2 separate regions of the Mus musculus genome follow, and region 2 is linked to region 1. A link is a contact called in public HiChIP or PLAC-seq data. All regions are on one chromosome and are shown on one strand. Each heading gives the region's core, a stretch centred on a gene start, on an enhancer-like site or on the middle of the called end of the contact. The rest is flanking DNA. Distances are from core to core; before and after follow the strand shown. Region 1 has its middle 32 kb from the start of Dut. Region 2 holds the start of Secisbp2l (SECIS binding protein 2-like).

What was found. HiChIP or PLAC-seq counts read pairs in DNA pulled down with a chosen protein or histone mark.
Region 2: an H3K27ac HiChIP or PLAC-seq map of the NIH/3T3 cell line shows a contact between it and region 1, with 7 times the contacts expected there. The contact joins the promoter of Secisbp2l here to the enhancer-like site in region 1. A contact is called at or near these places in 5 of 39 promoter capture datasets (the 3T3-L1 cell line, 3T3-L1-derived adipocytes, the C10 cell line and 1 more) and 3 of 115 datasets of contacts at active chromatin or transcription factors (the NIH/3T3 cell line, embryonic forebrain and forebrain).

The regions. Positions count from the first base shown.
Region 1 is chr2:125,276,120-125,283,512 of GRCm38.p6, reverse strand. No RefSeq gene overlaps it. Among named protein-coding and RNA genes, the nearest start is that of Dut, 32 kb to the right of the region's middle. Within about 2 kb of position 4,887, at least 43 of the 459 cell types and tissues checked have an H3K27ac peak or open chromatin away from gene starts, as enhancers often do. A contact at or near this core is called in the NIH/3T3 cell line, where this site is marked.
Region 2 is chr2:125,779,628-125,787,020 of GRCm38.p6, reverse strand. It overlaps Secisbp2l (SECIS binding protein 2-like), which reads left to right and starts at 4,151. Exons shown (of 18, transcript NM_177608.3): 1 at 4,151-4,422. The coding sequence starts at 4,399.

The DNA.
Region 1 (7,393 bases), core at 3,638-6,137:
CTTATTTTGTTTATGACCTGCCATTTTCTCACAATTATAAAGACTGGACTCAAATATCTTGGTTCTCATTCCCTTCTCTAAGGATGGCTTTAACTGTCAAGATTTGAACTCAATTGATACAAAATTTGATATTATCATATTTAAAGAGTCAGTGAGTATGTCAATGTGAGGTGACTCAGAGGTTAACAGGGCTGGAGTGTAAAGATCGGTTGAAATCTGCGTGTCTCATTCTATGATTTTGAGATACGAGTAAAAAAAAAAAAAACCTTCAGAGGGAGTTGGAGTTCACAGAAGCTGTACTAATTCTTTAGATATTCTAGGGCCCCAAGAATATAAATCTTGATTTAGAGTTTTGGTAAGTCCTAACCTTTCTGCTTGTTCCCTAGCTCCCTCATTAACATCCACGCTTGCAGCTCACCCAACAGCTTCTATCTACAAGGGAAGATGTCATGCAATGTAGTCACAGCTGACCTTATGTAGCCTGAGAGTATCACTGGGCTCTGAGGTGCCCCTGTGTTTTCGAATGCCTTAAGTTAGGCTGGTAGTTGGTGACCAACCCGAATCTTACCCCTTCTTCCAGGTTTCCCTTGCGGGCAGCGGAGCTAAGAACTGTGTCAGAAAAACATGGGTAAAGAGGTTGTAAATCACTGTTGACAATTTCCCTTTTGCATTTCAGCAAGCAGCCACCTGCATACACAGAATGTCCTCACTGTCATCGGAGAACAGAAAACGAAGGCATGCGGGCGCTAGGGATTTCCTGCCCTCTTGTCCATTTCCAGCTTCACAGGACTCTGTAAATAAACTGTCTCCTGGTTGGTCATGAAATCTCAGCCTAGAAACAGTGATGTTTGTTTTCTAACGAACGACTTTCCCCTGCAGATGTTGGTACCTTCACCAGTGCATTCCGGGGGCTACAGGGCAAGGAGAGGGGAAATGAACACAGCCCATGGAAACTGTGAAAATGAAAACTGATCCTGTGTGGCTGCTGAGATCACACTGTCCTGGATAGGCACAAACGCAGTGAGGCGTGACTCCACTTCCATTTCTACTACTTCCTTCTCTTGTAAACTACAACCAGAGGCTTTTTTTTTTCACAACCAAATCTACTAACATTTACTTATGCTCAGATGTCAAGCATCTATGCTTTGTCTATTGACTCATTTTAAAAGATTAAAACTCAACATACCAAACAGGGCATGTTATTGCACACTATAATCCCAGAGCTTGGGTGGTAGAAAGAAGAAGATGAGGAGTTCGAGGTTATTCTTAGCTATACAGTGAGCTCTAGAACAACCTGTCTGGGCCTGGAGACCCTAATTTTAGAGGCAAAAACAAACGGTAAACAAAAAATCTTGAGCAGACAGAGTTAACACTCAGTATATTGTTTTATCTGAGTTCACATTGCTCACTTCTAAACCTAATGCTAACTTGCATTTTCTTCTCAAAAGTTCTCTTGTATGCACTGAGAACAAACAAGATTCCCTTTCCTCACACATTATCAACTGCTTAAAAGTCATCTCTGAAAGAACTTAACTCCTCTTTACTTGTCCTGAGTTCAGAGCTTCGCCCTCATTTCTGTGCATTACTGTGTAGTGCCTGCCAATGTGTTTGAGTACAGTGAGGGAATAGGTAGCATGAAGTAGATCTACTATGTACATCGAGGTAGGTAGCAATGGGTAAGAGATGCCTAGGATTCACTGTGAGCTGGTGTTTTAAGACTCAGAACACTGCCCAGGGTTGATGTCACACTTGCACAACAACTGAAGAGTCCCAGTAAAGCCCACACTGAAAGTACCTGGAGCCAGAATGACCATACCCAAGCAGTCACTGGGGAGGGACAGCCAATGGAATATAACTTGAACACATTTTAGAGAGAAAAGCTGCCAATAGTTTGTGTGTGTGTGTGTGTGTGTGTGTGTGTGTGTGTGTGTGTGTGTGTGTATTTACAAAAGGTCACCATGAACAGACTGTCCTGGTGTTTCCTCTATAACAAAGACTTGGCTGCTCTCTGGGGAGAAAAATGTGCTAGTTGGTACCAGTTCAGAAGATGAAGGTTTTGGTAGAGATCACCAGACTTAAGGCTTCTGTGGGACATCAGGACAGTCTCACGACATCCAGAGCTGGAGAGGACAGAAAGAGCCTGTGCTATTCCGGTCAGTCTTCTTTGCCTCTGGAAGCTTCATCCTATCCTAGCCAGCATCTTCAGTTGAAACAAGAGCAAGAGAGGCATAAGCTCTGTAGTGAGCCGGGGGAGTCCCTGTCACTCAGGGTGCAGAGGCAGGAGGATCATTATCACTTGAGCCCAAGCCTGGAGAACAAATGAGACTGAAAATAAAAGTACGGGGTTAGTGGGGGAGTGTAGCCATCTAAGGTGGACCCCACCCCATCATTCACTGTGCACCGTGTTCCTTGTCTTTACTTGTTTCTTTTCCTTCTTTGTTTGTTTGTTCATTTTGTTTTCTTGTTTTTCAAGACAAGGTTTCTTTGTGTAGCCTTGGCTATCCTGGAACTCTCTGTAGACCAGGCTGGCCTTGAACTCAAAGATCCACCTGCCTCTGCCTCCGGAGCGTTGGGATTAAAGGCGGCACCACCACTGCCTGACTGCCTTTACGTCTTTAAGGAGAGAAGGGTGTGACTTTTCTCACGCTTCCTCCCTCCAGTCATAGCGTGGGAAACAAAGCTTCCTCTCCAAGCTTCTCATTCCCCTGTCTCATAATTGGCTTCTGAGACTCCCCTGCTCTGTTCTTGGGTTCTGCTCCTGAGATCTGAGCTCGTGGCTCTTCTCCCTTGTTTTCTTTCTCATTTTGTTCCTGAAGTATATTTTTCAGTAGCTTGAGGCAAGCACAGCCTTATTTTTCTAGAAAAGTGTCACACTTCCTGTCTAGTTTAACTTATTTAAGAGTCACCATCTACAGCCTCACACCCCGCTGCTAAACAGCTCACATCCGCAGGTGGATGCGCTGTGCACCATGTGCTCGTAAACATTTTCCTTTCCTCAAAGTTTTCTAAGAAAATGGTAAAAGAACAATTTCAAAGCTCCTTGTTGACCTGCCACCCCTGAACCATTCCTATCTTGAGTCGAGTCAGTCTGAGATGCCCTTGGTGGTACTGTCCCAAGACTGGCTCCCTTGGCTAGGAAGGTAGAGAGGCTTCCCAGCACAGGGATTTCAAGGCCTGGGAACTGAAAGTGAATGGAAAAGAAAATCAGAGCCAATGGGAGTAGACAGACCAGCCAGAGCCAGTGGGAGTGGGCAGACCAGCCAGAGCCAATGGGAGTAGACAGACCAGCCAGAGCCAGTGGGAGTGGGCAGACGAGCCAGAGCCCGTGGGAGTGGGCAGACCAGCCAGAGCCAATGGGAGTGGACAGACCAGCCAGAGCCAGTGGGAGTGGGCAGACGAGCCAGAGCCCGTGGGAGTCAGAGCCCGTGGGAATGGGCAGACGAGCCAGAGCCCGTGGGAGTGGGCAGACCAGCCAGAGCCCGTGGGAGTGGGCAGACCAGCCAGAGCCCGTGGGAGTGGGCAGACCAGCCAGAGCCCGTGGGAGTGGGCAGAAGAGCCAGAGCCTATGGGAGTGGGCAGACCAGCCAGAGCCAAGGGGAGGTGAGAGAAACCTGAGGTGAAATATGAAGGGAAACGGAATATTCAGGGAAAAAAGTCCTCCATTGCCTTCCTTATTGTTGATGATTGTGTTGTTACATTTATTTCTTCTTTTGCCAACCTAGAAGACCTTAAATAACATGTTTAGGGACTGGAGAAGGTATCCATGGGTTAAAAACACCTACTGTTTCTACAAAGGGCCCAAGTTCATATCCAAGCACCCACAGTGAATGGCTCACAATGGCCAGTAACTCCAGTTCCAGGGCAATCTGACACTGCTGCAGGCACCTGCACTTTTATGCACATAAGCACATGCAAAAATATAAATATGTGCATACATTAAAATAAGGGTTTGAAAATATGCATTTATGTGACTTAAGAATTGCAGAAAGATTGAGGAAAAAGTGAAAGGTTCAAGGCCTATGTTAATCAATTGGGCAGTGTGTGTGTGTGTGTGTGTGTGTGTATTTATTTCACAGAAGAATAAAAATGGCAGAGGAAGGGTTTTTAGAAACAGATATTGGGGAGTTAACATCTGACTATTGCCTGTGGAGCAGGCAGGCTGGAAACCCTAAATGACAGATGTGATGGTTACTACAGCTGTCTGCCTCAGCTACCCGACACAGAATGCCCTGTTCCACTCAGGTACTGGGGAGGCTGATGACATTCCGGCCTCCATTCTTTCTTAAAAAAAAAAATGCTTCTTGCTGGTATGTGATCACAACAATAACACAAGTAACTCATACAAGGGCTCTCTGCTCTTTATCCTCCCACTCACTCCAGTAAGGAAGAAAGCAAGCTTGAACTTGTATTTCCAAGGCCCACATGATAAGGACTAAAGTCTATCTGTGGACAAGACAGGAGCAAGAGCCTGTGAAGAGAGCACCAAGACAAATGCCAACCTCTTGACAAGAAAATGACCAAGGTCCTTTGAAGTTGAATTTCAGCAGGGGACATTTAACAAGAAACCTGTGTAGAAGGACAGACCTTGGAGAGGAACACTCGGGTGGACCAGGAAGGGTGGGGACTTGGGAAACAGAGAAGCACGGAGGATGGGAAGACAGGAACTGGGGAAGAGTGGGCTAGAGCCAGAGAATGCAGCCCACTGCACCACGGGGTTGCTAAAAGGGCAGTTGAGACAGATAAGAGCAGCCAGGAGAAGGTGAAGCAATCATGGGTGGAGCCCGGCAATGAGTAGACCAAACAAAGGAACTTAACAATCCATCTGGGGAGAGCATGGGAGGAAGACAGAGTTGAGGAGGAAAGCGAGAATGGCCGAAGTCCAGTGAGCTGTGCAAGGGGAGTCTCGGGGCAGTGAGTCACTGTCCCACTTAGGAGGGCCCCTGGGCTGGACAACTATTTGAAGTCATCGGGAAGCTTGGCAAATTAAGAGGTTATTAAAAATCTTAAGGATAGAGCCAGCTGTGGTTGCCAAATTTATGTAATTAATGTTGAAACAGTCCATATCAGCCCTATGGAATCTTGTCATTGAGAGCTCAAACAGGATAAGTCATGGTTTATTCTTCTCATATAAAACCCTGCGGTTTCCTTTTTCGTGCTCAGCAGAGAGCAGCCTCCTCAGTTTCCCTCCGAGTACTTTGACTGAGACAAATATCATTACAGTAGAGAGTGACTAGTCCACATCTTTGATGGAGGTCTTGCTTTGTAGTAGCTATTTAGGATGAAGCCCCTTCTTCTCGCTCAGCTTAATTCCTTAGTCACAACCCCAGTGGTGGATCAAGGACAGGAGAAGAGGGAAGTGGGAATCACAGAAATGGCCCTTAAGTCTCTTCTAGAATCTTGGAAGTGGCTTTTTAGAGTGCTGCGTTGAAAGAGATCTAGGACTACAAGTCTAACCAAGAAAATGTTAAATGGCTTAATGGGAAGAGGGGAAATCCTTTGTCTGTCCTGTCAAAATCTCCGCCTTTGATGGAGTATGTGCACGTGTGATTAACTCCACTTGTGGATCAGGACTTCCATGATTCCCTGTTTCATTTGTATGTCATAGGCTTGGGGCAGATAAGTGATACTACAGATATGCTAGGCTTTCACCTTTCCTCACAGGTCATCTCCAAGTGCCTCCATTTTTGTTTTGTCAAATGCTCTGATAGGTTTTGGATCATTTTTGACATTACCTGCCTATGTTACTGCCCAAACACATGTTTGTTTGTTTGTTTTTTCTGTCATTAGGCACCATTTCTCTAGGATCTTGATGGCAGCATCTTTCTGACCTCATTGAAGCCTCTGTGAATTCTATGGCTACTGTCATAGGAATGACACAGAGCAATGCTGAAACTTGCCTGTTCCTCCACAGCCTGCACATGGGCTGCTCAAACCTGCCGTGCTGGTTACTTAGAAAGTCACAATTTTCCAAGTGTGGCCAAGTATGTGAGCTTCTCACCCATCCTCGCCATTCAGAACATTACTAGAGGAGGTGTCTACCTTTACGAGAAGGGGAGGGGGGAGGAGGGAAGGATTGAGTGAGGGGGTAATCAGAAGGGGCAGTGGGCAGGATATAAAGTGAATTAGTAAAAAAAATTAATTTTTAAAAGTTAGAAAAAAGTTTCTGATAGTACTTAGATCACTGATAAACTGTAGTCATGGCACTAAGGGATGCTGAAAACATGTTTTTCTTCAGTGTTGTATCTTTGTGTGTGTCTCTAGAGCCAACTAGGTTTTTAGTGGTGATTGCAATTCAATAAAAATTCACTGTTACAACTTAAGCATATCACTAAAAGTATTTCAAAGTACACATAATAGTTTAATACTTTTATATAGCTAGCTTATTTTCATGTATATGTATATACCTTGTGAAGATATATATAATCTTCAGCAAGCCAAAAACAAATCAAGGCTATAGACATTCATAAGTCCCTCACACAGATGGATAGAGGAAGGAGTGGCGAGGACCCTAATTCGTTTGACCAGAGGCTCCCAGGATGTTGGGGAGAACTAACAAGGACAAATTGAGCAATGGAGTGGGGAGCCAGTGACACTCTAGGCCACCCTCATCCTCTGTTCTGAGGGAGCTCCAGGAAGCTTGAGTTCAGGGGCAGGTCATTGAAGAGAAGTTGCAATTCTTGAATGAAGAGCTGCTGAGGCGATGCACATGGCTTTTGGTTCCCTCTGCCATCCTGTCTGATAATGGCTTCTAAGCCATGGTAAGAGGAGCCTTTCGAGTTTGTAACGATTCCTCAGGGTTAGTAGGAGAACCTTGTGGACATTGTCTGCCATGCCACATTCATCTGTTTTAGATATCAGGCATCTGCATGGGATTTAATTTGAAGAAGAAAGCGTTCTGTTACTTGGGGGGAAATCTTTGGAAGTCATTCTACAAGACTGTTTAACCTCTGGCAGTGCTTAGCTCTTCGGGACATCTGGATAACTTTTAGCCAAAGGATTTGCCACTAGCAAGGTAAACAGAGACATAGGATCTAGAAGCCAGGGTGATGATCATTCTTAAGACATGGGATTAGAAGTCATGGGGATTTGGTCATCAGGTCACAGGAGGTGGCCCACCCAGGCTGTGACAGAGGAAAGCTGAAGCAACCAGGCCTTCAGCATGGGATGTGTGCTGTGCAAATGGGAAATGAGAATGAATGCGGAGGGAAGGATTCAATAAACTCCATCCACTCCACTGGTAAGCTTGTCTCACTTCAGGTCAGGATCTGGGACTGGATAATGACTTAGGAAAGAGTGAACACAGGTTAAAACCTAGTACAGCCATGATGGCATTTACCTATGAGCTACCATCCTTATCTTTACCATCATGAACTCATCTTCAAAAATCAATGAG
Region 2 (7,393 bases), core at 2,902-5,401, 500 kb before region 1:
AAGTTCAGACACATTCCCATAGAATGCACAGATCTGGCTTGGTCTGAACTCTGGTCTTATCTGCATTCCTCCTTTCCCTTCATTCATTCTCTATTTGCATCCATTTCTTTTCAGATTCTCTAGCATTTTTTTCCTCTTTTTTGTTCTTTCATCTTCCCCTCTTTTGTGTGTGTGTCAGGTCCGATATCATCTCCTCAGAGGTCAACCCATCTCGAAGGTTCCATCTCCCTCTCCAGCTGCAGTTGCCATAAATAAGGCTTTATTTCCTTCACAGTATCCTCTTCATCAGTGTAACCCTTTAAAAATATGCTCATTGTTTGTCTCCCAGAAGAGCTGGTAAGTTGTACCATAGCAGAGACAGTATCTCATTTACTCTGGTATTGTCCTACCTTGTCCAGTGCCTCCCACATCACTAACTGTATGCAGATCTAGTTAACTAAATCACCATATACTGTTATCTGGAAGAACAGTCCTTGGCAGACAACACCTAGGGTACCAGGGGTTTTTACCTTAGCACAAGTACTTGTCTGCATGCAAGAGCAGCTCTGACGTTCCTGGAGCTGTGACTCCGTTATCCCACTATTCACCATAGGCCATGGTGATGGTGGCGGAGGTGTGGTGGACATGATGACTCTCATAAGTACTGCTTTGTTCAGAGAGGTCTGTTACTTAGCTAGCTTCCACCTTCACCCCAGGACAGAAGAGATGCTTCTCCTAACCTCCAGCCAATGGAGAGCTGTGGGGGAAATACTTGGGGACTGTGACAGCATCTCCCAGAGTCTGTGAGAATACAGGGACTTTACTGACACACCCAATTTCCTAGGAAAAGCTTTGTGGGTATAAAAAACAGTGCATATAAGCCTGGCTTTTTCTAATTGTAGATTTGTAGATGTACGCATTTTCCCCAGAGAAAAGGAATCCTGAACTCTGCCATTTGCTTTGATATAGATAAAAAATAAGATGGTTTAATGGATAGACAGAGGAGAAGCTAGATGGGCAGCCATTGGATAAGAGAGTAAAAATAATGTCCTAGAGTTTGATGAGAGGGATTCTTAAAAGATTGCCTGCCTGAGTCTCCAGGGCATCAAATTGGGAGTGGCAGTCCCCCAGAAGCATATGATTTTTGACTTCCTAATTACTTACTTGTAATATGCTGGGTGTTGGTATGGACTGGGAAGACACTTCAGCATATGAGGGAAATACTTGGTAGAAAAAGAAGTTTCAGTAATCATTGGAGACAATGATATTATTTTATACCTTCATAAAGACCAGGTTACAAGGCTGTATACAGGGTAGAACTAGATTTGACTACAACTTCATTTCTTTTGTTGTAAAATTTACATCTGATGGCATGAACACAACTTTTAAAAATATATTAATTTAAAAATTTTTTTCATACAATGCATTTTGATCATGTTTTACTCTCCCCCAATTCCTCCCAGGTTCTTCCCAATTCCCTACCCATTCAGCTTCATGTTCTCTCTCTTTCAAAAAAAAAAAAGAGAGAGATAAAGCAAACACACACACACACACACACACACACACACACACACACACAAGAATAAAAACTTTGGTTTATTTATTTATTTTTTTGAGACAAGGTTTCTCTTCGTATCTCTGGCTATCCTGGAACTCCCTCTGTAGACCAGATTGGGCTCGAACTCAGAGATCTGCCTGTGCCTACCCTTGCTTCCCTAGTGCTGGAATTAAAGGCATGTGCCGCCACTGCTAGGCTTGTTTTCTTAGTTTTAAAGAATAGATAGATGATCATGTAACTCTCCCTGCCATCCCCCTCACTCTCACCTTCACCCTTAATGGGTAACCTGGCATCTTATTTCAAGGAGAAAACAAAAGCTATTCAACCGCTTCAGCACTGGAGCCTAAACTTAGAGTATACATGACTCTAGCCATATTGCATCTTTCCTTCTGTCATGTGGGCTGTCTCTAGGAAGCCAGTTTCTTCCAGTGACTTTTTATCTTGCACTTCCAAATTCTTCAGAGAGCTTGTTCCTATGTATGTGTGTGACTCTGTCTGTCTGTCTGTCTGTGTCTCTCTGTATGTATGTGTATGGTGTTTTGGTGCCTGCTAAGGGTTGAACCTAGATTCTTATGCATGCTAGGTGTGCAGTCTACTCCTGAGCTCTCTCCCTAGCAACCTGTCCCCCTTTTATTCTTGTTTTGGAACTAAGAGGTAAATCTCAGGCTAGCCTTTGCCTCTAGCCCAGGCAGCTCTTGTCTTCTTCCTCCCACTGACCTCGTCTCCGTTACTTGATCTCCATTACAGATCGTTCCTTGCTTGATCTGTTTGGAACTTGTTCTCTCACGTCTACCTTCTCCAGCTTCAATCCCCATTCCTACTGAACCTACATTACATCTCCTTTGGAATTACTTGCTGTGTGTGTCTTGCCCACAGGACAGATGTGGCCTTTGCCCTTACTATGTCTCATTAACTGCTGAACTTCCTTCCAGTGATTAGCCTTGTACTTAGCACTGTGAATATATTAACATGTGTTGCTAAATGAAAGAAGTCATTTGTATCACATGTAAAATAGTTCTTTAAATTTCTTTGTTTTATCCATAGATTTATTATTCTCTTCTTTTTTTTATTATTTTCTTCTAATAGCCAACAGCATTCTCCCTTTTAGGATTACATTACATTAATATGGCACTGTGACACTTCTTGTTTCTACAGTTCTTACACTTTACCTAAATATTGGACTTAGAATATTCTCATCAAGAACAATTTCAGTCGCAAAAAATCATACAATATGGAACGATATTTAGAGACTCTGTATTTACATTTCCTCTTACAGATCCTTCAAAGAAGGGGAAAACCTCAAATACCGTACTGCATTAATGACTTTTTAACTCAGGCTGGGTGTCTTGCAGCTAAAGACCACCGGTAGGGGCACAGCTCATCTCATCTTGCTGTCAGAAAGGAGGGTGAGCCGCTGTGGCTTATGTAACTGCCCTGTATAAATAGCTTTGCTTTGTGGATCAGCCTTAAATTTCTTCTGCAGCCATTGAATCCTGAGCAAGGGTTTGTAATAGACTCTAAGGAATCTGACATTACACAGCTCACACATTTTCAACACAAATGCATGTGCAACTGAAATAAAAGTGTGCATACAGTGGAAAAACAAAACCAAATGCACGAAACTCTCATGTACAGGCATAAGTGTTTCTCCATCATGTGGTTTGCAGACCAGCCTTCATATGTCCTGTAGACAAAATGCATTCATTTAAGCTGGCAGAAATACAGCTTCCACACTAACATAGCCAGGATCTTTACAGACCACTCTCTCCTTACAGACTTGGATTAACTGAAAAGGCTTTATGAACATCTCCCAAAGCGTGATGACGAAGCAGATTTCTTAGATATCCTTTTCCCTTTTCCAGACATAGATCCCCTGGCCAGTGACCCTAACAGCAGCCAACTCTACTCTCTTTCTTCACTGAAGTATATATAATTCAGCTGACCGACGTTATCAAGCCAGAACTCTTGTGGAGAGCTTGTGTGTGTTGGAGGCTGTCTAACTCCCCAGAGGGAATCTACCAGTAGGGTTTAGTTTCAAGGCAAACTCTAGTCTTTAAGGAGCTGATGACCTGGAGATTAAAAGGAACAATTCTTAACCATATGGGGAAAGCAGAGGAGAAGATAATCTCTTCTTGGGTAGTTATGCAGGTTTTGGGTAAAAATAGGGTTCGAAATGGGCAAAATCAGCCTGGAGTTGAGGCTAGATGTGAGTCTGGAACCGGGACAATAACATTAATTAATCATTATTTGTGGAGATTTTTTAACAGGGCTTCTTACCTATGGCTGCTACTCTGTGTATGCAATTTATTTGTGCAATTTTCAAAGGGCAAGATTGTTCGTTCTTTTCATTCTTTTAGAGTACTGACAGGATCACAGGACTAGTGAGCAGCTACAAGCTCTTCCAATATCCTGAGTAGGTTTTGCCTTCTGAGCAGTCTCTGAGGTCCCGGCAAAGTGAACACATGCGTCCTGAGTTCCAGGCAGCCCAACCTGCCTAGGTGGGAGTGGGAGGAGTAACCCAACCAGGCAGTGCCCCTGGCCTTGGCTGCCCGCTAGCCACCCCCCTCCCCCCGCCCCCGTCGCTCCTCGGCCATCCCCGCCCCTGCGTATCTCCATTTCCTACTGCGCCTCCGCCCTTTCGGTCCCGCTCGGCTTCCGTCCCAGATGATCCCTCCCCGGGGCGGCCGCCGCCTCCCCCGCCTTGAGCTGGAGCCGCCTCCCCAGCCAGTGGCGTAGCCGAGTCGGCGTCCGGCCGGCTGTGCGGAGTGGACCGAGCCCGGCGGGACCGAGCGGGGGGCCATGGAGAAAGCGGCCCGCGGCGCTGCGCACACCGACTAGAGCCGGCGCCTGTCGCCGGCGCCATGGACCGAGCGCCGGCCGAGCAGGTACGCAAGCGCCCGGGCTGCTCTCGGGCCTCCGGGCCGGCAGGCCGCCGAAGCTGAAAGGCCGGGGGAGGTGGACCGGCGGAGCTCAGCGGCGACAGCGTTGCCCTTGCAGCAGTCTGGAGTGTATTTCTTTTATGAAGAGACTACCGTGGTTTACCCTTGTTTTCCTGTCTAGTTACTTTGCAAATAATTATTCTTTTAAAATGGAGCAAGAGTTCAAGTTGAGTCCATATTCGTATTCGCACAGTAGTTCCATTAGTGGTCTGTTAGTGTTTTGATTGCATCGAATTCTTTCTGGAAGAGTTGGGAGGAAGGGCTAATGGCAGGGTGAAAAATAACTTAGAAGAATAGTGTCATGCTTCCTCCTCCTCCCCAGTATTTTACAGCTTCCCTGGAAACGACTTAATTTGACTGAGTGTGATTTTTGTTCGCTGTCAATTTCCCTCTACCAGGACCTTGGTCAGTTAGTCACATAGTTGAAAGGAGAACACTGGTGACTTGCCTGTTAGTTTTGCGAATAGTTAATTAACTCGAGTAAATGAGATACCATCTCCCAAGTTTCTGTTTATACATAGTTAACGACAGTTTTGGTTTTGAATCGCACACTTTTCAAGCCAAAACACAGCTTTCTAATTTTGAACACTTCGCCGTTTCTGTTGTTGATTCTTGTCGTATTGTCCATTCTATCCTAGACCTCTTATGAAAGATTTCTCCTCTCTCAGCACTTTCCACAGGACCTTACCACACAGATTTAAAAAGGAAAGCAAATCTTCCAGAGATTAGAAGTTTATTTTTATTAAAGAACACCAATTACCAAGAGAAAATTGATGTGGGACCACTTGGAAAATACACACTTCACTGTGGCCCGGAGTATTATGTTACAGTATGTAGTGAATTTATTAAAACATTGTTTTTGAGAGTAATTCTGAAAAAGGAACCTGAGATTTCCAGCCTTGACGAAGGAAAAGGAAATTTCCTTGCGCGTGTGTCTCTAATGAAAGGGTGGGATGTTTTTGTCCGTCCTGGGCACTCTGGAAGCACTAATGCATATGTATACTCACTTATGTCTCCTTTCATCTTAGAGGAAATGTAATTACCTGGTTAGATGGTAACATTTAGCATGGCACTCCTCATGTGATTACCCTAAGAGCAAGTGTAGCAGATTATCTAGAGAGTATCCTCTTCTGTCATTCCACAAACTCCACCATGTACTTAAATTCTTGGAAATCTGAGAGCTAGGGAAAAAAAGCCATGCAGAAGGATTTGATAACGAAGGGTTTTTGTTTGTTTGTTTGTTTGTTTAAACCTCCAGTACCTCTTGCCTCAGCTTGGCCTACAGTCAGTACAAAACAGCCTTAGTTAGGTAAAGGCCCTCAAGAACTATTTGTGATATGTGCCAAATTCCCATCCCCTCCCTAGTGTTTTGGTTTTTCCTTTTAAACCATTGTTGGCTTATGTTCAGAATTTCTGAAAATGCCTACAGCATTAGCTGTTGTCGTGCTTAGCAGTTTGCATAAGTCAGTTTTTTATAATTGTACTCAACACAGACTTGTTGTGTTTCAAGTTAGCCTAAGTAATAAATCCTTGGAGGACTGCACAAGAGTAACTTTAAATGTTTGTGTCTGAAGGCCTTCGTGCCATAGGTTTTATAAACCACTCTTTACATAAGCTCTTTATAAAAAGATAAACCTTACATATGTTTATAAGGAGCAGTTCATTGGCAATAGAGTGCTAGATGGATAATCCTAACTACTAACGACTGAAACCATCTTACAGCTGGAATAGCCTCTTGAGTATTCTCTTTTACAAAGACTATTAAGTCAAAACAAGTTCTGTCAGAGTTAGCTGTTGTAAAAACAGTTATTACTTGGTATGATATTTGTGTGTGTGTGTGGTGTGTGTGGTAGGTGTGGGGAGGTTAATGTGCATGGTGTGAATATAGAGGTCAGAGGTCGAGGTTGGGCGGATCGCCTCCTCCGCTGCTCTCTGCCTTACTTTTTGAGGCACGGTGTCTCACTGAACCCAGGACTCACTGAGCAGCTAGGCTGGGTGGCCAGCAGATCTCAGAGATCTTCCCCTCGATGCCTGGAAGAGCTGGGATTCCAGGTCCTACTTGTGATCTCGCTTTTTGCCTGGGTGCTAAGGATTCAATTGCAGTCTTTATTCTCACACAACAGGTGCTCTACGAGTGCTTCTCCATGGCCTCCCTTTTCTCAGTGATGATGGTGAAGATGGTGATGATAAAGCTTGTGTAAAGGGATGTGAGGAATGAGTTATGGATTCATTTGTTTAGAGCGATTCAGGGTCTCTGTTTAGGAAATCAGGTGTGCTTTGGAATTTTTAAATAATGTGCATAGACGTGACACTGAGGGAGTTTCACAGGCTGCTGTATAGTGCTTCAGTGCTCTAACTTAACTCTAGTCTTAACTTTAGTGCATTCAGGTCAGACTTCTAGAAGGACCCACAAAATCACTGATTATTCTCTTCTTTCATTCGTAGAAAAACAAACACAGTGAATTCCTGGGGCTTTGTGCAGTTTTGTCACAAATAAGGATGTAAGATTGGCTGGTGAAATGGCTTGCTTGGTAAAAGTACCTGCTACCAAGTCTGATGACCTGGAACCCACGGAGAAAGGAAGGAACCAGTGTCTGAAAGCCACCTCACTGTAGTCCATGCATGCATCACATACACACATGAACATACAATAAAATGACAAAAATAGAAAATTGTTTGAACCCCTTGTAGCAGCACAGTCAGTTTTTCACATCTGTAGGTCCCACATCCCTGAAACACCCAGCTGGATCACAAAACAGTTGAAGAAAAAAGTTGAGTCTGTACTAAACGTGTGCAGGCTATGTTCCCCCAACAACACAGTGTAAGAGGTACTTACATAGCTCTTGAATTTGTTAGCTGTTGTAATTAGTGGAGAGTTAGGTAAACAGTACAGTGGAGAGCGTGATGGCCTCTGTGT